3 separate regions of the Drosophila melanogaster genome follow, and regions 1 and 3 are each linked to region 2. A link is a contact called in public Hi-C and HiChIP or PLAC-seq data. All regions are on one chromosome and are shown on one strand. Each heading gives the region's core, a stretch centred on a gene start, on an enhancer-like site or on the middle of the called end of the contact. The rest is flanking DNA. Distances are from core to core; before and after follow the strand shown.

Region 1 (3,173 bases), core at 644-3,143, 410 kb before region 2:
GATAGCGAGGGGGATTTCCCCGCTGCGAGTGGAACAGAATAGATCCCAAATTACCAGGCGCAGATACATAAATTAGTTGGCTTTGGCTTTAGCTGCTTTTGCTTGTAATTTGCAACACGAACGGACTGGCGCCATATTTGTTTTTGTTGTTACTTTGGGCATGTACATGTGCATGCGGACGTGCATGTGTTGGTGAGTGTTTCCAATTTGAATTGAGAGTGCAGCTTGCACACACGTATTGTGCAAAAAAACAAAAAGGAAAAAACAACACGCCGAGATGCAGTTGCTGCAACGTCAGCGAATTCGAATTAATCATCGGAAACGAAAATGCGGTTAAAACCCAGCTGGCTAACAGGGTGCGAGCGAGAGGGCGCTAGCCTATAATGAGAATGAGCCAGGGCCAAAGGCTGACGTCACAACGGCACAGTTAAAACACACACAGGCACATTTGACACCATTTGTTGCTCTCTCTCTCTATCGCGCTCTGCTCACTATTTTAATTAATTGCGCTGCGCTCTCTCTTGTTTTTGTTGTTTGTTTTTTGTGTCAGTGATAAGAGGGCACTACTAATCGGGCTATCTTTCATCATTTATGCGAAAATAGGAGCAGAAAACAAAAACTGTACCTTGGGTTTGTTTAGCCAGCGTTTAAACGTGTCCATCGCAGGAGGTTGTTTCTTTCCAGCTGCAGCTCCACAGTTGTTGCTCTGCCTCCTCCCCTCCTGCTCCTGCTCCTCGTCTTCTCCTCTTCCGCTGCTCTTTCTTGTTGTCCTTGCTCTCGCGCACACAAACACACGCACTCACTCACTCACTCACTAGCACTGTACACCAACACAAGTGCGTACGAGCCAAACAAAACAAAGAAAAATGCTATTTGTTTGGCAACTGCTAAATGCACATTACTGATTTTAACACTTATTGTGAATTTTGTTTAAATGCCTTGGCCTCTTCGCACTTTGCTTTCCTGCCTTTTGTTGTTCTGCTCTATCTTCTTGCTTTTTCACTTTTCGTGCTCCTCACACGCGTGACTCTGCGGTCGCATTAGGTGGAGCTGCATTTCCCTCGCGGAAACTGCGTCGGTTGTCCTGTGGCGGCCTGCAGAGGCAGTGCGTCAAAGCGGAGGCTGACCACTCGAATGTCGGGCGACTCGGATTGCAAACTTTTCCATTAAACTCGCGCAGCACTCATCCGCCCTTCGCGTTGCGATGCGATTTCCGTCGACAGCGGAGCGTCCGTGCGTTCGCAGCAAAGTTTTTTTTTCGATTAATGTGACCAGTCGGCGGGGTCTGCGATTAGTACTGCCAAGAGTATGGCGCTCTTCGGTTCGGGGGAAAATGCTGAGGACGTGTAAAAACTATCCTACACCGTTCACACTAGCAATGCGATATTGTTGTACTGTTGGATTTTCAATGTTTGACATAAGCTTATAGCTAATTGTATATCTTATCACTAAAGTTGGTAAACTGTCGAATTCGAACTATTAACATTCGTATTTGCCAAAATCAGCTTAGTATAAACACATTGAATAATTTTAATCAATAATTAATTAATGATAATAATAATAATAATAAATTAATAATAATAATAATAAAATAATAATATTAACAATGATAATAATTAATTATTACATAATATATAATGTTGTATTTCACATAGCTTAATGAATAAATTAGAATGGGTACAAACATTTACGGCTTGAAACGCTTTAAATTTACTCAAAGTTCGAAAGTGAACTAAACTTTAGGCTAACAGGTTCGCTTCCCCACTGCTTGTCCGTTCGAAAAGGTTCGAGTGCGCACTGTCCGCCAGTGGAGTACCGCACCCTGCATTCGCCTCGCACATCTGTCATTTTTTAGTGCCATTCAAGTTTCGCTGGCGCTTTCGCGTCGCTTGGTCACTAGTGTCGTTTTCGTAAGTTGTTGGGGTGGGTTAAAATCCGCGCGCAGAGCTATAATTTTATTCCTGGAAAATCGTCGTTGTCGCTGACCGCGTCGCATTGCAAAGTTACCGTACGCCACCGAAAGTATTAGCCCTTTGTAGCCGGACAACTGTCAAACGGATTTGACTGACACAAGAGCAGTGATATTAGCAGCGCAACGGAAAGCAATTATACGACATAAAAATGTTCTCACGACCCAGGTAAGCTTTTCTTTTTCGTTTGGTTTTTTATGCAAGGACTCGCCTCGAAGGATTTGTGTGCGCGTGGGTGTGTGTGTGCCTCGGGCGCAAATTATGTAAGATTTCACGATGCGGGAGGAGCAACTGCCCCAGCTGGTAGCCCAGTGACCTAGTCACTCGGATCAGACGAGCGGCCGCCAAGGCGTCCGTGTATATATACAATATATTCACATAGTATATCATCCCATTTCCCCTTCTCTTTTCCTCCTCCTTTTGCTGCGCAGCTTTCGTTTTCACTGGGAAGCGCTATGTGCGAGCGAGAGGGATTCCGATTGGGAATCGCACATGGCCTGGCATTGACCCTTCGGCTTCCCTCCCTTTCTCGCACTTGCTGGTCCCGTTCGGTGAACAGCTGTTTTCAGAATTTTCACTTTTCCCTTGCAATTGCATAAGCGTTTTCGAACATGCATGTCTTCGTTTTTTGGCTGCCAAACAAGAAACAGCTGAAAAAATCAATGGGCTGCAGAGAGAGAAACGGGGTGCTACGTATCATAAGTATATGTGCTTTAATTTTGCTTTTCTTCGGTGGAGGAATATCGCCGCACATAATTCGTATGAATTTTCTATGATTCACAGTTGGATAGGAAGTACAAATACGAATGTATTCCATTGTTTAGTAGTATTCTAAGAAAAAAAAAGGAATGGAAAGTTTATCATCATACTTTTACAATCGAAAACATTTTGTTTCCTGTGTAGCGAAAACACAACACCTTCAATACCATGGACATGGACATATATTCGAAAGATGGTCTGGCGGAATTCTAAATTTAGTGCATATACCGAAAAAATGTGTGCTTTGTTTCGCCGCTGTCAGCGTTTTTCGTTGCCAAGTTCATCAAGAATGTTTTCAGCTGGTCTGCTATCTTGCCTCTCGTTCCCACGCAAACCGTTAGCCAGAAATTTGGCTAACAAAAAATGGAAAGACGTAAAGAGTTTAATGAACTTGCCCAGCTTTTTCCTTCAGACTCCAGTTCTTAGGGCTTTTAAGACCCTAAA
Region 2 (2,938 bases), core at 76-2,575:
TAACGAAATTTGTTTTCTAGACACTTTTGTGCTTTTTAAGTGAAATGCGCAACCAAATTCCATACTTTTTTTCAAGGGGCGTTTTAAAGTTAATACGCGATAGAAAGCCCAACAAACAAACATTCTCCTATAATGATAATGATAAGTGAGGTCATAATAATAAGGCAAATCTATATCTTTTTTGTTTAAAGTCATCGTCACCCCATTGCTTAGTCATATTTTTCAAAATCTAAATTAAAGCTGCTTTTTGAGTAATAAAAGAGATTGTTAGAACATATTCCACAACCAACTTAATATTTCAGTTTTTGATTAAGATTGGGAATTGTAGTTTTTTTTTAAAGATAATATTCATATTCATAGAAACATAATCTTGAATATTTAGCTGTGCTTTTTGTTGATCTAAGCTAAGTTTGACTACCCTATTTCTGTGTAGATTCTATTTGCAGTGTTGCTATTTCCTTGACCATGGCTGTGTCTATAAATAGGCGTAGGATATCTGGGCTTACCGGGAGTTGAAGGGTCGAACCCTTACGGCGACCTTGAGTGACGACATTTCGATGGTGGCGATGGGGGTGGCTACGCGGGATTCTTGTACTCCTTTATTTGTTTATTTGGGTGGTGGGTGGTGCGGATTTGGGGGGCGTTTTCAGCACGTACAGTAAACCAAAAGCAAAGAGATGGGTACCAAACAAAAAAAATAGGAAAAAACTTGCAGCAGCAGGTTTTGTTCTTGTTGTTGTTGTTGTTGTTCTCGCCTGACCACTTGCCACGTAATTTGATTTTTTTGGGATGGATTGTCAATGGGGGGAGGGGTGGTAAAAGAAATGGGGGTGGGGGGCAGCAGTGGAAACACAATTCACTCTGTTGCGTTTTTGTCCGACTTTTGGTCTTTCTGCTTTCCGTTTGCTCTGCTTTTCAGTTTGTTTTTCTCTTCGTCTTCTTGTACACCGTTATTTCGATTGCGAGCCTCCCGTTCGCAAAATCAGCGAACTTTGCGAACTTTTCGCGGCTCCACAAACAACTGCACATACTACCACTAATAAAATTAAGATTAAATTGTGCGCAATTCGACATTAATTCACTTGCACAATTTTTCCTGCCATTTTTTTCGGCGGCTGCTCATTGCAACTCGCTGCGTTTTTGCGCTGACCATATGTGTCTGCCCATATATTCACTGGACATGGGTCATTAAGTGCAGCACGATGAAAATAAGAAAAATAGCACGCTGTATGTACACTTTGTTACTTCGATTTGCGTTTATCTCTGTTTTTTAACGAACGCGACGCGATGTTGTGTTGTTGTTCATCGTTCGACTCGGTGTGACCGTTCGCAGAACAGTGCTAATAAACTGCGGAGTTACACACTCGCCTTCTGGCAGTGCGGTCACACCAATTCGATGTTTTCAACATTCATAGAAATGGTTGATAACACGGATAGCGCATACTCAAACCGATTTGAATGTTTTCTAAATTCAAAAACTTGTTCCTATTGTTCAAACCAAAGATTTTTAAAAAAATTAGATCTAACTTTAGAGGCAGATCTCAAATACTCAGCAATATAACCTTGTTCATGGACGCAATTTGTCATCATTTTAATTTTAAAGCTTACAAAATTGAGGTGCATTTCGAAAATATTAAGCCCGTGTTGATACGATAAAACGTTTACAAAGTGAGGCAATTAAAGCTATTTGTTAGTGCTGTTAAACAGCATTGAAGTAAATTATAGAATAGGTTTGCATTTTTCGATCACACTCATTCTCAGTTGACAACAATGTACACAGCATACAAACTAAGGCTCCTAATCTCCACCAGACTGCCTGGGTCATACGTAGGTGCCGTTCCACCGCTGACACCACTCCAGCGCATACTCGTAGCCCAGGAAAGTGGCGGCATTGAAGGGAACCGCCCGCGCCACCAGCATCCAGCTGCCGCGGAAGATGCTCCTCCAGCCGTAGGCTCTGTACTGCACCCGCACGCAATGGAAGATGCCCCGGTACTTGTGATTCTCATCCGCCTGCATCAGCGTCTTGACCACGTCGAACGGAATGACACACACCCACGAGATGACTCCCGCCCAGGCGCCGGCCAGCGTGGTCACCAGCAGGTTCACACTGGATCCGTCCGACTGACTGCGTCGCCGGCGCACAAAGTCCCGCCTGTCCATGTAGTCAACGCCCTGGCGATAGGCCAGCATATAGATTCCATAGGGCAGGACGTCGCTGTAACCAAACGACCATTGAAAGATTCATGTATTTTTGGACTACCACCTGGACTAACTTACCGGCACATCATGGGCAAAAGGCCGCGATAGAGCCCCGAGATGCCATCAGTCTTGAGTATCCTTTTGAACGTGCCAAAGGCGGTCCTTCTCTGGCCATACAGATAGTCACTGTAATCTACGGAATTTCACAAATTAATCCTCCATTTTGGGATTAAAAAATCAAGTAGAACCCACAAGTGGCTGTCTGCAGGCGAACCTTGATCAGCTCCATGGGACAGGCGATGAAGGACTGCACGAATCCCGCCACAGAGCCCGCCAGGAACATGTTGTGGTACTCCAGCTGCTCCCGCTGGTAGTCACTGTGGCACACCTTTCTCAGCTGCCGCAGATGGTTTCCATAGATGCCGAAAAGCAGCGAGTTGATCGCTCCCGTCGAGATGAACGGGAAGAACATGCCCCTGTAGAAGCCGTTGACCTTTGAGGCGATGCTGATCGATTAAACCCATCACGACCCACCTAGGCGCTCTAAGGGATTGCGTCCAGTCGGAGTCGGGATTAAGAATAGGACAAAGCCATTTTGGCTGGTTTAAATATTTGAAAAGTTATGAATAAAAAAGGAGATTGGAAGATCGACATGTACATCGTTATCCAAATATTTCACATAAAATTTGTATCCTTGAAAAAAAGTTTCCAACTAGACGCAATCCTTCTTTCCAAA
Region 3 (3,212 bases), core at 64-2,563, 270 kb before region 2:
AACTACTAAGCCGCCGACAGCTAAGCCATCTACGACTACAACAACCACCACTACTCCTAAGCCAACTACTACTACTACTCCTACTACTCCTACTCCAGAGCCTTCTAAACCGAAGGTCAAGCGCACAGTGCCTGAGAAACCCGCGCCCGTTGAGGAGGATATCCCCTCGGACACACAGCCACCCAAGAAGGAGAAGCTCAAGGTCATCAACAAGCAAGGCGTCAATGTGGAGCTTTAAGATCGCAGACGCATCAGCTTCCTCCTGAGTTAATCGGGCATATTCCCGGACGCGAGATTAGTTTCTTCACGCAGTCAAAACCTATTAGGATTATTATCTTTTTCCCTCCAACATCTCAACCACTTTTGGGGAATTTTCAAAGGTTTCTTATTTATCATGCCCCAACTCAGGCTGTCGAAACCAGTTAATTTTAGTCGAAAGGTAGCTAAATTCAGACTAGCCGAGGGCCTTGCTCATATGATCCTCGACGGGCAACGCTTTATATGTTGTAGACTAACATATAATTCTGTTTTGCTTAGGCACTATAAACATTCCATTCCTTTTTACAACCGGAAGTGCATTCCATGTAGCTAAGTTAATAGTAAACAATGCCCCAAAATTGTTAAACTCGAGCAACTTTTGATTTTGTACTGATTTTTTTTCTTATTTTCATTAAAAATAAAGGTATTTTGTAAAAATAGACGTAAGCCTAATGAGGTTGGTTGTCTTAGACTAGCATTAAATTAAGTTTAGCCGTAAGATATCACTAATTTGTGGACACCGATTGACTGATCTTGGCTCGGCCAGCCGGCTCCTTGGGATCCGTCCAGGCCCAATCGGCATAGTGGACGCAACGGCCGAGTTCCTCGGAGTAGAGCTGCGACTGCGGACAGCGCTGGAGACGAGCCCGTGTGCCCTGCTTATCGCACACCCAGTAGGCCGTGGGATCCCAGTAATTCCGGAACATGCGGTTCACCTCATCTAGACCCTGGCAGCTGGGCTCGCCATTGTGCTCATGCGGCCGGCGCTTCTGAATGGGCAGATGTGCTGATGCGGTAGGCATTTTGTTCAAGTGATTGGGTTCGGTTTTTTGGGGAATTCTGAAATCAAAACCGGAACTGGGCATTAGTCCACGATGTCAGAGCGTGATCGTCGCATAAATTTACTATAATTCTTGGCAAAGGCATTTGCCCCACATATTTTACTGAATTAAACTCTCCCTTTTCGCTTACCTTGTGCTATTTCTTGGTCGTTAGTTATTTTTAACGGCTAGCAGCCTGTTGCTCGCTGTTGCTGAGTTATTTCACTTCTGATTTGTCATACCGAATCATTTCCCGCTTAAATACCATTTCGTCGGACGACGTCGACGCCGCCGTCCGCTGCTTTGGTCATAGATAGCGTTGCTAGACTCTGGTTCGAGGGCCGATTCCCGATCCGATTCCAACGCTTTTTCGTTGTCGGGCAACGAGCACTTTGTATCTATGTATGAGGTCCAAGAATTTGCACTGAATCGCCTTGATCTTGAGGCGTCCCAAAGGGTGGGTGCGGGTCGGTCTCTGGGTGGCTAAGACCGCCAGGCCACCCGATGCCCGGTCGTGGTCACGTGTCGTCGTCGTGGCCGGGGGAATACTCCCAGCGCAGACTGTCGGTATGCCGTAAATTTCGCACATAAAACGAGCGCAAACATATTTGGAGAAAAAATTAGGTAACATGCTCGCAGGTTGAAACCGCTTAGTGCACTGAAAAAAAAAATGTAGCTCGTATGTTTAACTTATTTTATAAATTTTATACATGCAGCTTGTATGTATAAATCTTTAACAGTTTGTTCGTTAATTGTTAAAATAAAGGAAATTCCTATTTACAATTAAAGTGCTGCTTAGTTTCTTTGCGTGTATTTGTTTCCTGCCTAATTTTCGAGGGTTGAGGTCAGAGTGCCGCCAGTGCCTTCTGAGCAATGACGCCAACGGAAAATGTCAACAAATGCATATATATAGTTCGCACACACTTGTATCGACTGTCAATAAACCCCAGCAATCAAGTAGTTGGAGGCTTAGCCCGGCCAGATCACGCATCCGCCGTGTGGTGCGCATGACGAGCCCCTCATTCTAGGCGCTGCTAGTCAGTAACTTTCCCCTCGGCTGGAGTCCATGTGTCACCTTTTCGCGATAAATAAAGGCAATTGCCGCCAGCACCTTATCGCCTGTGACACCTTATCGCCTAACGAGGTAATCATCTCGAGCCCAGACGTTTTTCACTCCGGTTTCGTAGGCGTACGGGCCATTAATTGATTGGCGAACTTCATTCACGTGATCACGCGGTGGTTGAATTTCGTTGAGCCCCAAATGTCTTGGCCCATCGCAGCGAAGAGGCATAGCAAACTGGAATTAGTTGGCTGTCTGGCGATTATGCGCACACGTGGGCAGCTGGTGGTCAAAGTCGCCGGGGCCTACGGAGCACGAGCTTCCAGGTCGGTCTGGCGATCGAGACGTGCTCGATGTGAGGTATGTGTGTCTATAAAAAAAAATCATGATCGTGTGGGGGATCGCCGCCAGTGGACTTCAAGGGGAATCTCTTTCGCATGACTCTGAAATTTCACGAAATGGAGAAAGAATGTCTTTTCTCGAAAGTCAGAGGAGGGAAGTATTTCAAAATCGTTATCAAATTATAAAGAAATTTAAAATACTACCTCCATAAACTATTATTAGACCGCCACTATTTGACTGATTAGATCCATAAAAAGTTTAACTTTCTTTTATACTAACTCTAACATTCAATGGACTTTGGTTACTTCGTCACTGGAATCGAAAGAGATATTTCACAATTTTCTTTTACAATTGCTAAAAATTAATTCCAGCTGCTTATCTCAAACAAAATTGAATTCCAACTGGAATATTTTCAGTTCGACACGGGCAATATTTGAAAAGTCTCATTAAAAGCGAATATATTTTTTATTTATGCAAGTACGTCACTGAACTCGAAAGGGAATATTCCATACGAAATTTCGGCTAGACACTGTCTAGATTTCTTGAAATGAGAGAAATAAGAGGCTATCTATTAAGACTCATCCAATGAATATGTGCAAATGACCTTTAGATGATACGTCACAATGAGACGACACAATCATATGAGCCACTATTCAATATGAGCCCATATTGTCATTCGGTTGTGTTGCTATTTATTTGGAATAGTTTAATCATATTTATATAATAATTTT

What was found. A called contact is a pair of places that touch in the nucleus more often than the background predicts. HiChIP or PLAC-seq counts read pairs in DNA pulled down with a chosen protein or histone mark.
Region 1: a contact with region 2 is called in a Hi-C map of the OSC cell line, with 2.5 times the contacts expected there. The contact joins the promoter of Men-b here to the promoter of Klp98A in region 2. A contact is called at or near these places in 5 of 107 Hi-C or Micro-C datasets (the Kc167 cell line, the OSC cell line, larval brain and 1 more).
Region 3: an H3K27ac HiChIP or PLAC-seq map of the Kc167 cell line shows a contact between it and region 2, with 6 times the contacts expected there. The contact joins the promoter of CG3348 here to the promoter of Klp98A in region 2. A contact is called at or near these places in 8 of 107 Hi-C or Micro-C datasets (the Clone 8 cell line, the D17-c3 cell line, the Kc167 cell line and 5 more) and 4 of 6 datasets of contacts at active chromatin or transcription factors (the Kc167 cell line and the S2 cell line).

What each region holds. Positions count from the first base shown.
Region 1 is chr3R:27,149,769-27,152,941 of dm6, forward strand. It overlaps Men-b (Malic enzyme b), which reads left to right and starts at 1,894. Exons shown (of 7, transcript NM_143702.4): 1 at 1,894-2,138. The coding sequence starts at 2,122. CG6051 reads right to left here and starts at 1,301. Exons shown (of 5, transcript NM_001300627.1): 1 at 626-1,301. The coding sequence starts at 661.
Region 2 is chr3R:27,557,820-27,560,757 of dm6, forward strand. It overlaps Klp98A (Kinesin-like protein at 98A), which reads right to left and starts at 1,326. Exons shown (of 12, transcript NM_079808.4): 1 at 507-1,326. The coding sequence starts at 553. It overlaps CG5646, which reads right to left. Exons shown (of 5, transcript NM_143311.3): 3 at 2,455-2,695; 4 at 2,281-2,395; 5 at 1,560-2,218. The coding sequence ends at 1,822.
Region 3 is chr3R:27,290,896-27,294,107 of dm6, forward strand. CG3348 reads right to left here and starts at 1,314. Exons shown (of 2, transcript NM_144004.2): 1 at 1,231-1,314; 2 at 640-1,098. The coding sequence starts at 1,061. The coding sequence ends at 765. Hmu (Hemomucin) reads left to right here. Exons shown (of 4, transcript NM_057811.4): 4 at 1-697. The coding sequence ends at 238.